Linked DNA regions of Mus musculus: all the other regions are linked to region 4. The links are chromatin contacts, called in public Micro-C and promoter capture Hi-C maps. All regions are on one chromosome and are shown on one strand. Each heading gives the region's core, a stretch centred on a gene start, on an enhancer-like site or on the middle of the called end of the contact. The rest is flanking DNA. Distances are from core to core; before and after follow the strand shown. Region 1 holds the start of Gsx2 (GS homeobox 2). Region 2 holds the start of Pdgfra (platelet derived growth factor receptor, alpha polypeptide). Region 3 holds the start of Spata18 (spermatogenesis associated 18). Region 4 holds the start of Phox2b (paired-like homeobox 2b).

Region 1 (4,709 bases), core at 233-2,732, 8.0 Mb before region 4:
GGAGTCGGGACAGGTACATATTGGAAGAGAATTCTCGCTCCAGCTCCAGGAGCTGCGTGCTGGTAAACGCTGTCCTCATCCTTTTGCCATTGGGTACCTGGCTGGTATCGGAGCCTCCTGTGGACCCAAAAGAGAGCAGAGAGGTGATGAACCGCAGAAAAAAAAAAGTGACCCCACTCTACTTGACAACCCTTGGAAAGAACGCGGCTCCAGAACCCAGTCTAACCCAACACATCCATGTTTGTCCCTGGTCTGTCTGGGAGTGTAAGAAAGACAGACGTTCATGAGAATTAAGGCCTTTAATGTCCTGGATTTTAAGTTAAAGGACTCCAGTGGAACTTGCACCTACTGCCTTCTCCTTCCCCTTGTCTGTCTTCCATTGGCCTAGCAAAGCTAACCAGCTAGCAGCCTCGGCCAAAGGCACAGACAGCCTTTAACCAACAGGGAAGCTAAGATGCCACACTGAGGTCCAAACGCATCCACCCCAAATCTCAGTCAGTTTAACCTCCTATTTCTCTGAAGTCTTGATCCAGGTCTCCAAAGCCCAGATAACAGGCGACACTTGTGCACCTGTAGAGCTAAGGGCACAAGGCCTCGCCAAGAAGTTGACTCCTTAACTTCCACCTCCGTGGAATTTCTAGGGGAAGATCTCAACAGTTCCACAGAAGATCCCACCTTACTCCCACCTCCTTCCCTGGTGGCGCAAAGTTTGTTTCCCCGGAGGCACGCAGGTACCCCGCCCTACCCATGGAGAGGCAGTGGAATCTCCGTGGGTCCGACATGTTGTAGGTAGTGGCGGCGCAGACAGGTGCGTGGTGCTGCGGGTGTCCCAGAGCCGCCGCTGCCGCAGCTGCCGCCGCCGCCGCCGCGGCCGCCGCTGCAGCCGAGCCGGGCTGCTGGGGCTGGTGATGGTGATGATGATGCTGTGGTGGGTGGTGGTGATGGTGTGCGTGGCTCACCCGTGGGCAAAACTGCGCGTCCCCAGGAGCGGGAGAGAACTGGCTTTTGAGCAAAGGTAGAGCGCCGGTGCCTCCAGCCACCCCGCCGCCCGCCACTGCAGCCCCCGCGGTCCCCGTAGCTCCGCCACCAGCTCCTGCGGGCGGGCGAGAGGAGTGCAGGTGCGAGGTGACGCAAAGCGGGCACACGCAGAAAGCGCCGCTTTTGCGGGACGGACAGCCAGGCCCGGACACTGACATCACCAACGGGGACGGCATGCCCAGCGGGATGAAGAAATCCGGCCCTGGGTGCGATTCCGGCAGCGAGGGTGCGGGCCGTGAGGAGTCCTTGATGATGAGTGAGTCCACGTAGAAGGAGCGCGACATGTCGATGGATGGCTTGTCCTGCGGGCTGCTGAGTCCCCTTCTCTCCTTCTGCTATCTGAGCACTGTCCGGAAAGCTGGGCGCACGCGGGCGGTCAAGTCCTTGGGGATGCTGAGGTGTCTGGGACTCGAACAAAGGGGTCCCTGGAGAGGGTTGGTCCTCACGTCCCCCGCCCGGAGCCCCGGCTCCAGGATTTTATAGCCCCCACCGCGGCACGTGATGCTGCGGAGTACCGCTCAGCTCAGACTCCTCGGCAGCTCCCCACCCTCGGGATAGGCTGCCCGAGTCACAACAGAAGCGGAGGGGTGGGGGTGGGGGGAGGCAGGGAAGAACGAGGGGGAGAGGGAGACTTCGCTAAGTGTAGGGTCTGTTAATTTTGCTAGGGATCGACCTCCTCTCCCTCCATCACTCTCAGCGGAAAATCTCAGCGATCCAGTTTCTGCCTACCTTCCTCCCTCGCTTGGGCCTCTGTCCAACGCTTCACAGTGACACACTGCAGAGAGCACCAGGTGGGGACCTCCAAGCCATTTAAACTGAGATAACCAATGCATTTAAGCTCCTAGGAGCCAACCCTAGCTGCGCAGTAAAGCTTGAGACTTCTGCTCTGGACCAGCGTATGTGGCCTTGTAGTGGAGGTCGGCCGGTCTAACGCTCACCACATTCATATCTGCCCTTGCTCCCCAGCTTTTCGATTTGGCCAAGGTCTGGCGGGTAACAACCCAGCTTAGAAACCAAGCACTCCAGGCTACATCAATTCTCAAATGTCCTTGTATTCTCTTGAGGTCACTCAGACCACTAATCCTTCCTTGTGCATCTTTCTAACCAGCAGCTCTGCCTTCTGCAAAGAGTCAATCCTTTCTTATTTCAAGCAGTTACATAGTTTCCAAGCCCAACCTCCGCTAAACTTCACCAGGAACATTTTGCAGAGACTGGGGTAGCAGCTGGAGGAGGCCCTTGCGGTCCCTTGGTCTAAGTGATCTCCTGCTAACACCACCCCACCCTTCTCAATAGATGCTTATTGCATCCTTGCTTATTCCGCCATTCAGCTAGTGGTGGAATCCTGCCTGTACCTAAGGAGCAGTTTAGTAGCAGACCTCCATTTGGTGGCTCAGAAAGACTTGTGCACCTACCTGCTAGGTGGCTGCCATCTAGATGTCTTTGGGAGAAAGTCAAGGCCACAGAGGTGACAGCAATTTCTCCCCTGTCCTTTTACCAAAATGGCTAACTTCAAGTGTGAGTTTACAACAGTGACAGTTAACTTGAAGATCAAGGGCAGGGAACAGCAGTTGGAGGCTCAGGGTTCTGTGTCTGTCCTGTCTTTCTTTCCCCTTTCCATCTCTGTGACCACCCCTCTCTTGCCTGCTGGAAGTGTATAATTGGGTTGTAGGGATGCCCCACTCTAGGGAGCCCAGGATTTATGGATGGCAATTAAAGTTTTATGAATTGCAGCTGAGGCTGGTTATTGAGCTATTTGAATGTGATTAGAATTCAATTAGAAAGTGGTTAGTGGACGGTGGGTCTCCTGAGTGTAAACAGACAGCTATTCCAGAAATGTGCTAATCCAACATCTTGTGACAACAATTAAGGAGTCTCGGGGCTGAGCACGGGGTCCCCGCTCACTTGTAACTACTTCTGCACTGCAAGGTTTGCCTTAGACAGCCTCCAAAGCTCCTCCTTTTCATCCAGCCCACATAGTCCAGCCCAGCTCCGACCAACCTACTCTCTCCTTCCACTGGAGAGGAGCAAGCAGCTTCTGCATTCTTTACAAGTCTTTTCTAACACTGTGAAAGGATACTGGAGCTCAAAAACGGAGATAGCCTTGTGGTAGATTATTATTTATGTTGAAAGATTTACTTAAGTGAGGAGGGTTGTGCTTGTTTGTATGCAAGGATGTGCACACATTTGTGCCTGGTGTCCTCAGAGGCCAGAGGCCATCAGATCCCCCTAGAACTTGGTTGTGAGTCATTATATGTGTACTGGGAGCCAAACCCAGGTCTTCTTCCAGAGAGCAACAAGTGTCCTTAGTTGAGCTATTTCTCCTGCCAGTCACGGGATATGTGTTTAAGGCCTATATTGCACAATGGCTTCAATAGGATGATGCCCAGAGAAGCCAGCCGTATACTCTTTCTTTCTCTGGGTAGGTAGGTTATCTACAGTCCTCGGGGACTTGCATGACAGTATTCTCTGTGGCTTCTGGTGTGCTTCCAAGAATTGCTCTGTTAATGTTTTGGAAATGGTTCTCCTGTACAAACCCATTCATATTAGGGGCTCCGAGTCAGACAACTTACATGTTATTTGGTTTATGTTGGACTGTGGATGCATTCAAAGTCCACAGTCAAGGGATCTTGAGAGGAAGGGGGCTGGGAGGGAAGGGGGTGCTGATGGCTGCCTTCAGGGGGATGCTTCAGGACAGGCCTGACTGAGGCTGAAGGCTGGACTGTTTCTGAGAGATTTGTTCACTAAAGTCCTTGATTGATTGCTTAGACCCACCAAAAACAAATATCTGGGGGGAGGTGTATCTCCTCTATCACCTCTGCTCTTTCTTTTCCTCAGCCCTCTATATCTGTCTTCTCCCTCCCTTTTTTTCCAGAAAAGTCAGCTCCACCCCCTGCCATCTCACCAAGCCAGCCTACCCTCCACAGCCTGGGCAGAGTTGCAACCTTTGCTCCTGAAGCAGCACTGCAAACTGCTCGGAGCAGAAGAGAACCCCCGGGCTGGGCTTTCTCTTGAGCAGGCCAGTAGACTGGCAAGACATGTCCACTGCACTTGCCCCAACGCACAATTTTATTTCTCAGTGATTCTGTCTGATAAAATTTCATCGTCCATTAAGTAAGCCCTAAAATGAGGGCTCTTATGAGCCTGTAATGAGCTCTAATTGCCAGGACTCGGGGAGCCACGTGGAAGGATTTATTCGGCATTAAGCAGTCTGGTACAGAGTACAGGCTGTTACCTTAGCCATTACTTTCATAATTCAAGGAGAAAATTAGTTCTTTTAAGGGGAGGGGAAGCCCTTTGCTTCCTTCTTTTTTGCTGAGGATGGTAGGGGCCAGCATTGTCTCCCTTGAGTAGGAGACGGTGTTACAAAGGCAAAGGTAACAAAATTGCTTTTCCCTGTTCCAAGACAGAGCATCTTCATCCTGCCTTCCAGTTAGGGGGGAAAAAAATCAAAGCAGCTGTAAAAAGAACAACAGTGCCTTCCTGCCACTGGGCTCTGAGGTTGGGTTCCTTCCAGCTCAGCCTTAAGACTTGAACACTTGGATTCTAGTTTTCAAATGGTTTGATAGTAACACCCCACCCCCTGCCTGCCCCAGCGCCTGTGATGGAACCTGACACAAACCTCACACTCCCCTCTCAATCTTCTTTCTTTTCCAACTTCCTTTCACGGGCAA
Region 2 (4,621 bases), core at 729-3,228, 8.1 Mb before region 4:
GGTCTTAGCAGACCTGGGAGTTTCTAAGCGCGGGTTCTGCAAGGACTCCCCACAGCAGACAAACAGGCCAACACTTCCTTTCTCGCCAAGGCTGGTCGCCAAGTCACTGGCAACTCCTGCACACCTGGCTGCGAGGCTCTGGCTTGGTCCTGCTGCAGACCAGGGCCGAGTCATACTGCCTTACTCTGCAGACTGCCCCACACGCCTTCCAAACAGAAAGAATCGCCGACCTCAGAAGCTTCAAAGCCAAGAGATCGCTTCCTGCTTTCCCGGCCCTGCTCGAGGGAAGTTAATCTCACATGTATAAACTGATTTCCAAGGGAATAACGGTGAAGGAGGGAAGGCTGCGCGGAGACCGCCCCTGAGTTTTGCAGGATACTGAGCGTTGGGAGGAAAGTTGGGGGGGGGGGGCACTGGAAAGGTTGCGTTCAGGCGACCAGTGCCTCGCATCCATCATCCCAGGGCAGAGAAGCACCCAGAGTTCCGTAGGCAGGAGGCGAGGGTGGTTGGCCTCTTACATTTCTGCTTACCTGCACCCACGTCTGTCCTTTCAGAGATGTCCTGACTTCTTCACAAGAGGTCAGCTCCTAGCCAGGGATCTTGCCTCTTTGCTGCCTGCGGCCAGGACTAAGCAAGAGCCAGGCCCCCCCAACCCCCGGCCGTGCAGAAAAGACTCCACTGGAGACGCAAGTGAGCCGAGTGGGGGTGGGGACTACGGAGCACAATGAGGGCCCCTCGGAGTGCAGTTTGAAATTCCTCAAATCCCAGTTGCTGGAATGCGAGGCCAGGACGACTTCTTCACTCGAGGCCAAATGTGTTTGTCATTATTCCAGATCGCTCGTCCGCGCCGCCGCTGCCGCCGCTGCCTCCGTCGCTGGAGTGAGAGGCGCACGATCCCAGCGCACTGCGGATTCCGCCCGAGGCTTCTAGCACCCAAGTAATTCGCTCCAATCTCTCCGGAACCCTTGGAGCTGCGCCCCTCGCCCGCGCGCCCCTCTCACGGTGCTGCAGCCGCCACCGCCGCGCTCAAGTCTGGCCCCAGATGTTTCCAACAGCAGCGCCGTCCAGTAATTACGAGGGCTCGACTGGCGCCGAGTGTGCCCGGCCGGCATCCGAGGTCCGACCTCCTCCAGCCGAGCCCTTCACACCTCCCTTTTTTCTTAGCGCTTTCCCGCGCCCCACTCGGCGCCCCTTTCCCCTCCACACACACACTTCTCCTGGTGCGCCCCCTCCCCAAGCTTCGCGCCGCACCACCCGCTACAGCGTAGTCCCGCCAAACCGCGGGCGACGAATGAAAATACTCATTAAAAACCTGTCCTCTTCCGTGACCCACTGCCAAGAGGCCAAGCGCCGCGGCTTCCACCCCCCCAATGTTACTTGGTGTTCGTCCCAGTAAGCACGAACGCCACCCCCACCCTGGAGGAAAACCTCAAAAATGTAAGCCTAACAATTTCTTTGGAAGGCTATAGGATTGTGTAGGGAAAAAAAAAAAAACATTGCTTTTAAAAATAGGTCTGGATTTTTTTTCATTTTCTTTTTCTTTTTCTTTTTTTTTTTTTATCTTTGACTCTCTAATGGTTACCCCCCCACACCCCCCATTCCAGTGAAGTTTATTCAGAATAAGTTACTTTCTGGACACACCACTGAACTCAGCTGTTTTGTTTTTGTTTTCCTCGTTGCCCAAAATTTGAAGTTACTTAGCTTCTTGCAGCCCCAAGTTATGATCAGGGACCTTCTTGAGAAACAAAAGTCACTTTTTCCTCTCCCTTACCTTCTCCTTCTATGTCAATTTGCAAAGAAAATCCGATACCCGGAGTGAAAAGTAAGCCCCAAGCTTCCAGTCCTTCCCCGCAGCTCCTCCGTTTGTTTCTCTCCCTCAAGCTCCAACAGTAATGGGCTCAAAACCCGCATTTTGTAATTGATTCAATGTTATAGTCCGTCCTCCAAAAACTAATCATTTGCTTAAAGTAAATAGCTGTCAGGAAATGAAGTCCCCCCCCCCCTTGGTCTCTTCAAAATAAAAGTTTCCCTAGGACTCCTTGCTCTCTGACTCTCTCAGGCTCAAGACCTCTTCTTTGCTTTTTGCTCTTATGCAATCAGGGGGGCCAGTCCCAACCCCCAGACTTCAACAACAACGAGGAGGGGGGAGCAAACCAGATGGGGTGGGGTGGGGGGCCGAAGGGGGAGGTGTTGACGTTCTGCCGGGAAAGAGGTTTCAGGAAACTACAAACAGCCATCATTTCCAAAATGAGTTGACTTCCCAATTTGGGGGTGGGGGTGCTATTGTTTTGTATTCTCTTCGAAAAGAAAATACACGTAAAATTGCTGCTCATTTCTAAAACGAATATAAATCTAGAATTCAAATTATCCTTTCTATAGACAGTCTGGGCCTCGCTAGAAATATGGCCCTGGGGAGAAATTCTAACGCGGCTGCGTCGTTTTGAACTGGGGGTCTTAAGGGAAAGTGCCGTGTAGTTGCTAATCCTTTAATGGGATTAGGAAACTGTGGAGTCTAATAGGAAGATGATGGGTTTTTGAAAGGCTGGATTGTGAGGCGGTGTGCAAATAACGGTTGCTCGGCGTACCTTTGGGATGTTCTCCGGAAGAAGGAAAGAACGACCTTTATCCCTTCGGAGCCACTTATCTGGTCCTGCCTTTGTTTTCGGGGGTTATCTGGTCCTCGCTTCTTCTATCTTCATATGAAAACGCTCAGGCTAGGCGTGACTACCAAATGCCTGCCCTCTGCATCTTGATGGCAGAAGGATTTTTATCCTCCTAAATTCCACCCTTCCGAGTGGGTCGCACGCGACGTACCCTAGGAAAGCTTTCAGGACGTTTGAGCCACAAACCAGGGAACCCAAGACACCCAGCGAGAGACAGTTGGGACACGGCGATCCTGCTGGCGAGGGAAAGGGGGCGCTGACACTCCAGGAACCAAACCTGGGCGAAGCGGGACTTCCCGGAGCGGGTGGGGGAAGGGAGGGCCTTCGACTTGCGCTCTATTTTTGAATGCTTTTGGTGTGTGTGTGTGGGGGGGGGGGTGTGAGAAGTCCTCTATCTCCACCACCACCACCACCACCACCACCACCACCACCACCACCACCACCACCTCCATCTCACACATCAAAATTAAAATGGACAAGGTGACCAGGTTGATAACAAAACGTCGAATAACCATCGGTTATTTCACCACTATAGTGGACCTGAGGCTCTGGCGTAAATCACAGAGGTTTCCCCGAAATGCCGAGTGCTGTCCCTAAATGGGACAGGACCGACCGTGGGGATATCAGGCTCGGGAAGAGGATGCCTGGAGCTGGGCTGAGAGCCCCAATTCTCCTCCGCCCTTCTGCACGCCCGCCTCTGGTGTATCTTCAGCTCGGGTGACTGCCCTGCTCACTATTACTTCCACATGTTCCTTCAGGAAACCGTTGAAGGCGAAATGTATGAACAGCCCCTTGTTCGGAATGCTAGCAGGATACCGTAATGTTTGTAGATAATGAACAGGATGGTAAGGTCTGCGAACAGGCTTGCACACACACACACACACACACACACACACACACGGAGCGAGGGGTTGGGGGGGCTTTCATCTGTTGTTAAAAGCAAGTCAAGATTTAGGTTTTTGTAGCAGGTACCCAAGGAGGGGGTGAGTTTGGGGCTGAGCGTCTGCAGAGGAGAGCCTGCTTTGCAAGGAACACCCTACCAGCTCTAATCCCACTACCTGCCTCAAGCAGGGCCCCTGCGTTCTCCTCCCACAAATGGTAACTTCACAGTTCATTTCAGAGCCGTTTTAAAGGAGTCCGAAAAGCGGGCCGGCTCGGGTATCCTGAGACAGTAATTCCTCGGGAGTTTAAAGGGGAGAAAAGGATGAGTATCGAGCACCCAGTTGCTCTTCTGGTAGTAATTACCTGCCTAATTTAAATGATGCCTTTGTTATGATCATTAACAAACATTTGCTAAAGGTTTCCATGTGTGACATTCCCTAAGGTTTAAAGGCCTGGAGAGCTGACTCCCGGGATAGTGCCCCAGTAGGGGGTGGAGCAGGCAAGCAAATGGTTGGGCAAAGATCTCGCTGAGTCGGGACCCAGCAAAGCATCTGCCTTGCCTGCAAAAGCAAAATAAACGCAGTGGTCTGGAGCCACCTCAGGGCAGGAGGCTTGGGAGCTCAAGCGGTTGGTTTCTGAAACCAGGTCCTGCCCCCGCCCACTGCTCCCACTGCTCATAGGCGGGTTTGAATCGCATTTTCCGCCCTCCACTCTCTGGGGGCTGAAGGAAAGGTCCGGTCTGTGCCCGTCACTCAACCCAGGGTGTCAGGGGGAGGGGGCCAGCCCAGTTCTTGCCCTGTTCTAAAATCCTTCCAGATTGCCCCCTCAACACCCCGGGTCCTGGGTGGTCTCGGGGCCGAAGAAGGCAAGTGCCAGTGCCTAGCCAAGGTCTTTTCTCCCCTTCTGAACTTCTGTCCCTGATGTCGGGGGGGGGGGGGGGTGGAACAGGTCACTTGGTGAGCCTAACGGAATCGCTTTCTGCTTGGGTTAGTGTGTCAAGAACCCAGCCTGCATTCAGATTGTGGTTGTCAACCCTTTGGATCTTTTTCCCTGGAGTTAAGAACGAGGTTTTCCCA
Region 3 (4,078 bases), core at 1,260-3,759, 6.6 Mb before region 4:
CTTGGCAGAAATAATTCAGGTTAACTCCTTAGTCCACAGGACTTTGAGGGAAAATGGAAGTATCTCAGAAGGAGGAGGGATTCAGGCCAGGGCTGACCTACTGAAGGTACTCTAATGTAAGGTGAATTTCACATGACATCTTCAAGCAGTAATTGTCATTAGAATTCAGGTCTGCACATAAGGTGATTCATGCCTTTTGCAGAAGTGGCCAATAAAATATACAGATGTACCATAAATTTCAGGTGGTTAAACTACATGCTCTCACATGAACCTTAAGGGTCATTCTTGATGTCTTTCATCTTGTCTGCTTAATATGTCAGGCTGATTCATTCGTACATTCTGTTGCCTCAAGTATCACCTAGCTCCAAACCCTTTTTCTAGAGATTCCCATTTCCCCATCATAAGACAACTAGAACGGCCTGTATACACCTAATCCTAAGTGGTTTTCTTTCTGCATTATGCTCTCAGAGTCCCTTTCTGGCCCTCAAACAAAGGCTGAACTCCCAAACACACCCCTCAAAGCTCTCTGGTATCTGCCCCCAACCCCCCACCTTCTCAGCTTCATCAGGTGTCGATCCTCCCAGCCCCCACCAATCCTAAATCTTGCACATGAGGCTTCCTCTACCCTTCCTTTTCTTCTGCAGATTGAGGCTCATCATTAAGATTCAGCTCCATTAGGGATGGACAGATGGCTTCACTGGCTGCTCTAGTGAAGACCCTGGTTCGGTTCTCAGCACTTACAGGACAGCTCACAGCCATCTCTAACTCTAGTTTCAAGGGACCTGGTGTCCTCTTCTGATCTCTGCAAGCACTGCACAGGTGATAGATACACAGGCAAAACACCCATGCACATAAAATAAATGTTTTTAATTAAAAATATAGCTTCCAGTGCTAATAATCCCCACATCTAGTACAGAAGGCACACCATATGCTCTGAAAAGAAAAGAAGCCTGTCTCAGAGCACAGTGGTGAGTGCAGCAGTGGGGCTCCTCAAATCAAGGCTGAGATGAAGAGGGCCAGAGAAGGAACTTCATGCAGCAAAGCTAACTCAGGTATTAGCCCGAATCATCCTTAGTTGGGAAAACTTGAAAGTGTGCATTGTGTTTAGAGTTAATCTGAGCCATTTACACACTTTCTTTTAAAGTTTCCTACTGGGGAATGGCTTTAACTGTGTTCATGATTCTAAAGGATTATACGTGACTTTTTTTTTTTTTAAAGTTAATTCTAGCTAAGCCAATAGGAGTATACACTGCAAAATTAACCTTCCAAACCAACACAGTTTACAGCTTTTTAATAAATATAGTCTTCTACAACTAACATTATTAACAACTAGAGTTTGCTGTAGGGAATACAGATCTTAAGGTTTAAGTCAAGATTCCCTAGTACTAATAAAAACCTCTTTGGGGGATTACAGGACTGTGCTTAGCAACGGATCCAAATCGAAACTACACTTAACAAGATATGGGATACGTTCAGATGTAAATTCAGAAACAAGATGATCTACATTATTTAAAAATGAGATCTAGAAAGTAAGTTTACATATTGTTTAATCCAATCCCAACAATGGAACAGATAAGATGCTGAGACCCAGTGTGGCTAGGAAACGTTATTTGGCTAGTTGTAGCCACATAGAGATGGAGAACCTAACCGTCACTTTCCTGACTGCTCCCCGCCTGGGTAAAACTCAGAGCCTCCTCTTGAAGACACTTCCATCGAAGAGAGCCAAGTTCAACATGCAGCTGTTGAAACACCGCTGAAGTGGCATTCATGAAGTTTGGAGTGTGCTTCTGAGTGTGACAGTGTGCTGGTGACACAGTAATTTCTTACAAAAGCCTTGCCAGCACCTCCTGGAAGTTGCCCTGCTACCCTAATAGCCATGCTGACCAGCGGGCAAACAAAAAGTGCAACCTTTACAAGTGCCCCTTTTCCTTAATAGCACCCAGGTGTAGGGAAAGTTCACTCCGGGAATCCCTAAAAAGGGAAGGAGGGGGGAAGGTCCTGAGAATGGGAGTGGCTGGCAGCTCTAAGCTACCCTTCTGTTGCTAGGGCCGCGGGTGTCCAAGGTTACCGAATACTGGTTAGCGCTACGGCTGGAGTCACCCCACCACCGATAAAGGTGGGGCTTTCTTCTTTGACCTGGGTAGGAGTCTGAGATCCCCGTTAGGGTCCCAAGAGCGGTGGGGTTGTGAGCCCTAGGATCTCCCACCCTGACTCACGTTGTAGTCGTTCACCCAGTAGGTGACTTTATCCTGCAGTGCTTGTAAAGATTCGCTTTTGGCCAGCTTCTTCAGGCTTTCTGCCATCGCGCGCTTTTTCGCGCTTCCGACTCCGGGAGATCTAGTAGTAGAGGGGACGAGGGAGTGGGTGGCTTAGGCTGAACGACGGGGTGATGTAGCTTAAGGATGTTATCTTCCACACAGGCTCAGAACGCGGCTGGAGTGTCCATCCTCCCCCTCGGGTCGGACCGGGCAGGTCCCCCCTGCCCGGCGCGCTGTTCTGGCTCCCCCGCAGCCGCCTGCCGACCAGGCCATAAATACCCCGGCGATTATTAAACAAACCTTGACGTGGCGGCCGGCTGCCAGGGACCCGGGGCTAGCGTCGGAGCAACGCCCCGCCCCCCACTCCTCGCTCCCAGCCTGGGGACCTTGGGGACCCACCCCTACCGCGACCTCCTCCCACCCAGCGCCGTGGCGTAACGGGCCCGAGGCGAAGGCACAGAAGCGTCGAAACTCCGACTTGTGCTACCCTCTGGAGGACACCCAGACCCTGGGGTGGGGGGCTGCTGTGGGACCCTGCGCTGGGAACCGCAGGGCACCTAACCCGGGGCTGCACCCCGTACTGGGTGGCAGTGCGTACGTAGGAAAGCAAGTTAACTTCATGAAAATTTTGAGTAGACTTTTTGGCAACCACTTCCTTGGCCCTTTCTTTATTCCTCCACCCATAGTGCCTTTAATTCTCCATTTGTGAAATTGGGACTCCAATGTCCGTTTTTTACTACTTTCATTTTGGGCTTTGTGCCCTCCTCCTCCTCCGTGGGTCTGTCCGTTGGTTTGTACTGTACAGAAAGACACACACTACCGGGCGGGATCCTCGCCCTGACTTCCAGGTCTTCCTCAGCACGATCAGGTGCAAGCCTGTGTTGTGTGGGAAGTGGGGGTGGGCGGGTGCCATGACACTCGTGTCTTACTGTTCGCTGTGTCAGGGACCTGTATTGCTGTTCAGAGGAAATCTAGCCTCTGTTCCATTTGCACGAAATTGCTTTTTAAAACGGAGTTGCTAGGATTTACCAGTCCGAGAAGTGGTTGTCATGCAAGCTCGAGGTCCTGAGTGGATCCACAGGAGACATGGGGAGGTTTTGGGGGTTGTTTTGTTTGGGTTTCTTGTTTGTTTGTTTGTTTTAAATCCGGGCACTGACACAGGAGATTCCCTGGGACTGATGGCCAATTGGTCTAGATGATTCCTGAGCTCTCTGTTCAGGCAGAGATCCTGTATCAAGAAAATAAGGTGAAGAGATTAAAACAATATCTGGCCTCCACACAAGTACAGAGAAAGGGGGAAGGGGAGGGGAGCGGAAGAAAGAGGAGGGGAGGGGAAGGAGAGGAAGAAAGAGGAGAGGGGAGGGGAGAGGGAGGAGAGGGGAAGTGAAGGAAGGAAAGGGGAGGGAGGGGAAGGAGAGGAGAGGGAGGGAGGAGAGAAAGGAGAGAGGAGAGGAGGAAAGGAGAGGGGAGAGGGGAGGGGGGAAGGAGGAAGGGAAGGGAGAAAATTATGGTAAAAGCAGAATAATGCAAGATAAAATCCTGAATATCAAATGGGTGTCATAGTGAACTGGTATAATTCCCGTTAAAATAAGACTGCTGTGAGAATTAGAGACATTGCAAGCACACAGCACCCTCCAAATGCATCAGAAGGGAAAAAACTTCAAAACATCATTAGACATGACGAACACTACCCTTGTGGTTAATTCTGTGAATTGGTTCTCATTTTAAAAAATCATTTATTTATTTATTTATTTATTTATTTATTTATGCTCCGTATTTTATACCCCTCCCGGTCCACCCTTTGACTGTTCCACACCCCA
Region 4 (4,344 bases), core at 1,697-4,196:
TGCTCAACCAACCGTGCGGTTCTAGCTAGGAGAGGTCTTCAAGGAGGCGCACAGCACATGGGTCGGGTGAGGATGGGCACCAGGGGGCGTCTAGAGAGAGGCAGAAGACCGTCCAGTCGGCTGAACAGGGCTGGCACCCTGAAGATGGCTGGCGCGACCAAGTGGAGGCAGCTTGGAGCCAGACTACGGGAGGGACAAGCCTTGGGCTGGCGCCCTACGGGTGGCTTCGGCTGGGCTTGTCCCTCCTCCGAGGGCATTTCCTGCTCTCCCCCCCCCCAACCCCCCTCCCCACTTGTCCAGCCCGAGGGCATTGAACAGGATAGCCAGAACCTCTCCCCAAACTCCTTTTCAAAGAACTGCCAGTGCACCATAACTTTCAACCCGGAGTCGGCTGAAAAGGTGCCTGTGGAGGCTGTTGGAACACAGTGTAGAAATTCGTGGTGTGGAGGGTTCCTGACTCTGTTGAAGAGCAGCTGTCAGGAGCCTGGGTGAAGCTTCGAATGGCTTACACCGGTCACACACCTCAGACAGGCTTTGAACCTGGCCTTTGCCAAACCTAGGCCTTAGAGACTAAACGCATCCTAGACCCCCTAAATGTCTCTCCTGCAAGAAAAAAAAAAAAAAAAAAAAAAAAACCACTTAAAGCCCGTCTCAACCAGGCGCAGGCTGGCCGGTGTTAATCTGGCCTAACCTGGTCTAAACCCTGCGCTTTGGCATCGTCAGAGCGCTGGCCTGAGCTAAAACATCCCTTTGAGAAAAACCAACGACTCTGCCCTCCTTTCTGGCCTCAGCCCTAACTCCCAGGGAACGGAGAAACTTGGACAATCAGCGCCTTGTGCTTGTTGGCTTACCCCCCCACCTCTCTGAAGTGGAAGGCAGTGGGAGAAAACCAGCGAGGGAAATTCCATGTGGATCCGTGGGGTACACAGGCACCTCCCGGTCCAGATGCAGATTCATATTCATGAGGGAGCGATAAATAAAGACAAATTCGCGCAGTAATAACCCTTGGATTCGCATCCGTCTTTGCTGGCCTTTAGGTTCAGGGACTGAAGACAGATGTTTGTATCCCCTTTTCTCCTCTTGTCTGGTGACCATAAAGAAAAACCATTTAGAGTGTTGCAATTTGTTTCCCGCCGCAGTCAAACCTTGAACGCATTTATTTTCATCTTACCCTCGTGCACAAAAAAAGTGCACGTTGCTCACCAAGGGCCCTTCTTTATCAAATACGCATTGTACAGCGTACAACTGCAATAAAACTATCAGCTCTCCCCATAAAACTATCACCAGCTTCCTCGCTGGGTCTCCTTGCCTGAACTCGCCAGTTCAGCGCTCTTCCGTACAGAGGATGCGCAAACACCTGGGCCGAGGCTGAAAAGGCTGGGGGCCGGTGTCGCTGTGGGTTTAATCCATTACAGCGTCTGCAGCGGTTTAGTGTGCAATAAAGTAGGGTGGCAGTGGAGAGCGGGCGCCCATCCACTCCCCAGCACTAGCATCGAATTAAACCACTTAGTTTGGCAAACACTGAACGCCTAAATGCCCCTATAAAGACTTTATGAGTTTGTTACTTTAATTACTGACTTGTTACAGAGCACATAAAGGGGGTAATGAATGCAATAAAACTAATTATCTACACATTTAATTCATATAAAATATCCAGGGTTTGTTTACACCGCACGGCGATTCAACTAAGCATTTCCCCCCTCTTGTCCACCGAGAGGAAGGATTTAATGAAATATTTCCCTTTATTCTGCTAGAGTCTAACGAACCAAATGAAAATTACCCTCCGCTTAAATCATAGGGCCAAGGAGGTCCACAAATCACGGCTGGCTTCTTTGTCTGCGCCTTGTTGCCAGGACCCAAGAGCCCGAGGAATCGAACTAGGAAAGTGCGCTGCTTCGAGCCGTTGCCTTGTTTGCTTAAATTGCTCCGTGAAGTCCAAAAACCTAAAGGGCAAACAGGCAGCGATCCTCTTTGGGAAACTCCAAGTCTGGAGGGGATTGGGACGCGAAAGAGAGTGCGAGAGCAAAGGGCTGGAAAAGGAGACCCCCATTTGGGTACATTTCGTGCTGGGCTTGGTAGCTAGCGAGTGATTAAAACGAACCTCCACCACGGGAAGTTTCATACACGCCGATGCAAATCTGAACTAACGCAGGCAGACACAGCACTGCTAAGCGCAGAGAAACGTTCAGTAGGAAATCCAGATGTTTCACCTTTGAGAGCTTTACTCGGTTGTTTATTTTACTCTTGTAAAGGGGCTGTCTGCCCACGTCTTTGGAAAGCACATTAAGCTTCGAGGAGAAACACAATTGATAAGATGCTATTTTTTCCAACCCCTTGGACTAGGTGTATTTTAAAGAAATCCGCTTATTCTTATCGTTCACATAAAACCCTTTGGCCCACTTACGCTATGTTACAGGGCGCCTGAGTCTTGCCAATGTCCCAGTCCTTTATAGCATTTCATGCACTTCGGGGGAAGGCTTGTTGTTAAATTGAGCGTGTAACACTCTTACAAAACAGGTTTTCTATGACATCAAGGTTTCTTCTCCCTAACCAAGAAAAAAAAAAAAAAAAGGACGAAGAAGGGGGGAAACACACTATCTCAATTTATGCCTAAGGTATATGATCAGTTAAAAAGGCTTAAAAGCTCTTGGAAATTGGATCAGGGAAAATCGTCACCCAACTTTCATTATTTCCAAGTAGCGTGATTGAATTAAAGGGCAGGAGCTGGTTAGAAGGGAGGATCAGGGGCTCGGTGCGTAATGGTGTGGTATTAAATTCTAATTAGAGATGCAGGAATCAATGATAGGGAGGTTGGACAGCTCAGTTCCCCAGTGCCAGCCCAATAGACGGATGAGTTATTGTCATGTAAAAAGCGCCAGCAATAAGACCAACCGCTTTGCTATTGTCCAAGTGGAAAGAGCCAAGTTTATTATGAGGACTATATACTCTAGAGACCTCAGACAAGGCATCTCACAGGAGGCTTTTTCATAAAACTAGGCTCGGCTGGTAGTAAGGAGGCCAGTGTGGAGGCAGGCGTTGAGCAGTGCACATCTCCCCACTCCAGCCACCGTCTCCACATCCATCTTTTATTTCATTTTTCCACTTGGCTGAGCCATCCAGAACCTTTTCAATGTATAAAATGGAATATTCTTACCTCAATTCCTCTGCCTACGAGTCCTGTATGGCCGGGATGGATACCTCCAGCTTGGCTTCAGCATATGCAGACTTCAGTTCCTGCAGCCAGGCCAGTGGCTTCCAGTATAACCCGATAAGGACCACTTTTGGGGCCACGTCCGGTTGCCCGTCCCTCACGCCGGGATCCTGCAGCCTGGGCACCCTCAGGGACCACCAGAGCAGTCCGTACGCCGCAGGTAAGGACCGCTAGCTCTCTCAGCGGAAGAAGCTGCCTTTCCGCTCGTATATAGGAAGCCTTGATTGCATTTGAAAATGGAAATGTGTTTAGTATTTACCAAACGAAATTTGCTTACACAAATGAAAGAATTTATCACGTTAGAAGCGATTGCAGGGAGGGGTAATTCACTTACAGGGTTACACTATCCTAGTCACACCCGAACCGCCAACAAAATTATCTTAAGCTGCCAAAATGATAGGCATAATTTATTTACTTTGCGATGAGACGTAAAGCTTAGAAAATAATTAAATAACAAAGAGTAAAGCTCATTACTGGCGGTGTCTCTTTTTTTAAAAGAACCGACAGCGGCTCACACCTCTTTGGCCGGTCATTTTTATGATCATTTCTTGAATTTATTGGTTTTCTTTACAGCACTATCCCCCAACTTTGCGGTATCAAGTTCTGAGAATTGAAAAGTTGCAACAGTGGGCGTGAGTGGTTAACTTCGTTCCTGGCTTTCTGATATTCCAACTAATGATGGTTTTGGACTGTTTTCCTGCTGAATGAACTATCCTCCATTTGGGGCCTCAAACACTCTCCAACTTGCTATTTCATCTCACCCAAAGGCACTTGGGCCACAAAAACAGGCACAAAGTTACACTCGCGCCCCTGTTTCTGTATGATACTAATTTGCTGGGTTTTCTTGGCAGGTCGCCGTAACTAAAACCTCCTTCTAGAAGTGCCTGGTGTCTGTAGCGGCTCCCGGGCTATCTGACCTTGGTCCCCGCGTTCTGGTTCAGTGGCCCTTCACATCCTGACTGTTTTGCTCACTCTAGTCTCCTCTGTCATCCTCTAGTTCCATACAAACTCTTCACCGACCACGGCGGCCTCAACGAGAAACGCAAGCAGCGGCGCATCCGCACCACCTTCACAAGCGCGCAGCTCAAAGAGTTGGAGAGGGTCTTCGCTGAGACGCACTACCCTGACATCTA

The links. Promoter capture Hi-C pulls out the DNA fragments that hold promoters and counts their contacts. A called contact is a pair of places that touch in the nucleus more often than the background predicts.
Region 1: a promoter capture Hi-C map of second pharyngeal arch cranial neural crest shows a contact between it and region 4. The contact joins the promoter of Gsx2 here to the promoter of Phox2b in region 4. A contact is called at or near these places in 6 of 39 promoter capture datasets (cranial neural crest, embryonic stem cells, frontonasal cranial neural crest and 3 more) and 7 of 484 Hi-C or Micro-C datasets (embryonic stem cells, epiblasts and stem cell-derived epiblast-like cells).
Region 2: a contact with region 4 is called in a Micro-C map of embryonic stem cells, with 27 times the contacts expected there. The contact joins the promoter of Pdgfra here to the promoter of Phox2b in region 4. A contact is called at or near these places in 3 of 39 promoter capture datasets (cranial neural crest, embryonic stem cells and hippocampal neurons) and 3 of 484 Hi-C or Micro-C datasets (all in embryonic stem cells).
Region 3: a contact with region 4 is called in a Micro-C map of embryonic stem cells, with 5 times the contacts expected there. The contact joins the promoter of Spata18 here to the promoter of Phox2b in region 4. A contact is called at or near these places in 1 of 39 promoter capture datasets (cranial neural crest) and 1 of 484 Hi-C or Micro-C datasets (embryonic stem cells).

Annotation. Positions count from the first base shown.
Region 1 is chr5:75,072,374-75,077,082 of GRCm38.p6, reverse strand. Gsx2 (GS homeobox 2) reads right to left here and starts at 1,482. Exons shown (of 2, transcript NM_133256.2): 1 at 746-1,482; 2 at 1-117. The coding sequence starts at 1,322.
Region 2 is chr5:75,149,608-75,154,228 of GRCm38.p6, reverse strand. It overlaps Pdgfra (platelet derived growth factor receptor, alpha polypeptide), which reads right to left and starts at 1,978. Exons shown (of 23, transcript NM_011058.3): 1 at 1,772-1,978.
Region 3 is chr5:73,649,811-73,653,888 of GRCm38.p6, reverse strand. Spata18 (spermatogenesis associated 18) reads right to left here and starts at 2,509. Exons shown (of 13, transcript NM_178387.3): 1 at 2,217-2,509. The coding sequence starts at 2,303. It overlaps Gm34902 (a long non-coding RNA gene), which reads left to right and starts at 2,035. Exons shown (of 2, transcript XR_377025.3): 1 at 2,035-2,116; 2 at 2,421-2,909.
Region 4 is chr5:67,097,728-67,102,071 of GRCm38.p6, reverse strand. It overlaps Phox2b (paired-like homeobox 2b), which reads left to right and starts at 2,946. Exons shown (of 3, transcript NM_008888.3): 1 at 2,946-3,371; 2 at 4,209-4,344. The coding sequence starts at 3,131. It overlaps Gm33167 (predicted gene, 33167), which reads right to left and starts at 3,392. Exons shown (of 4, transcript NR_166599.1): 1 at 3,155-3,392.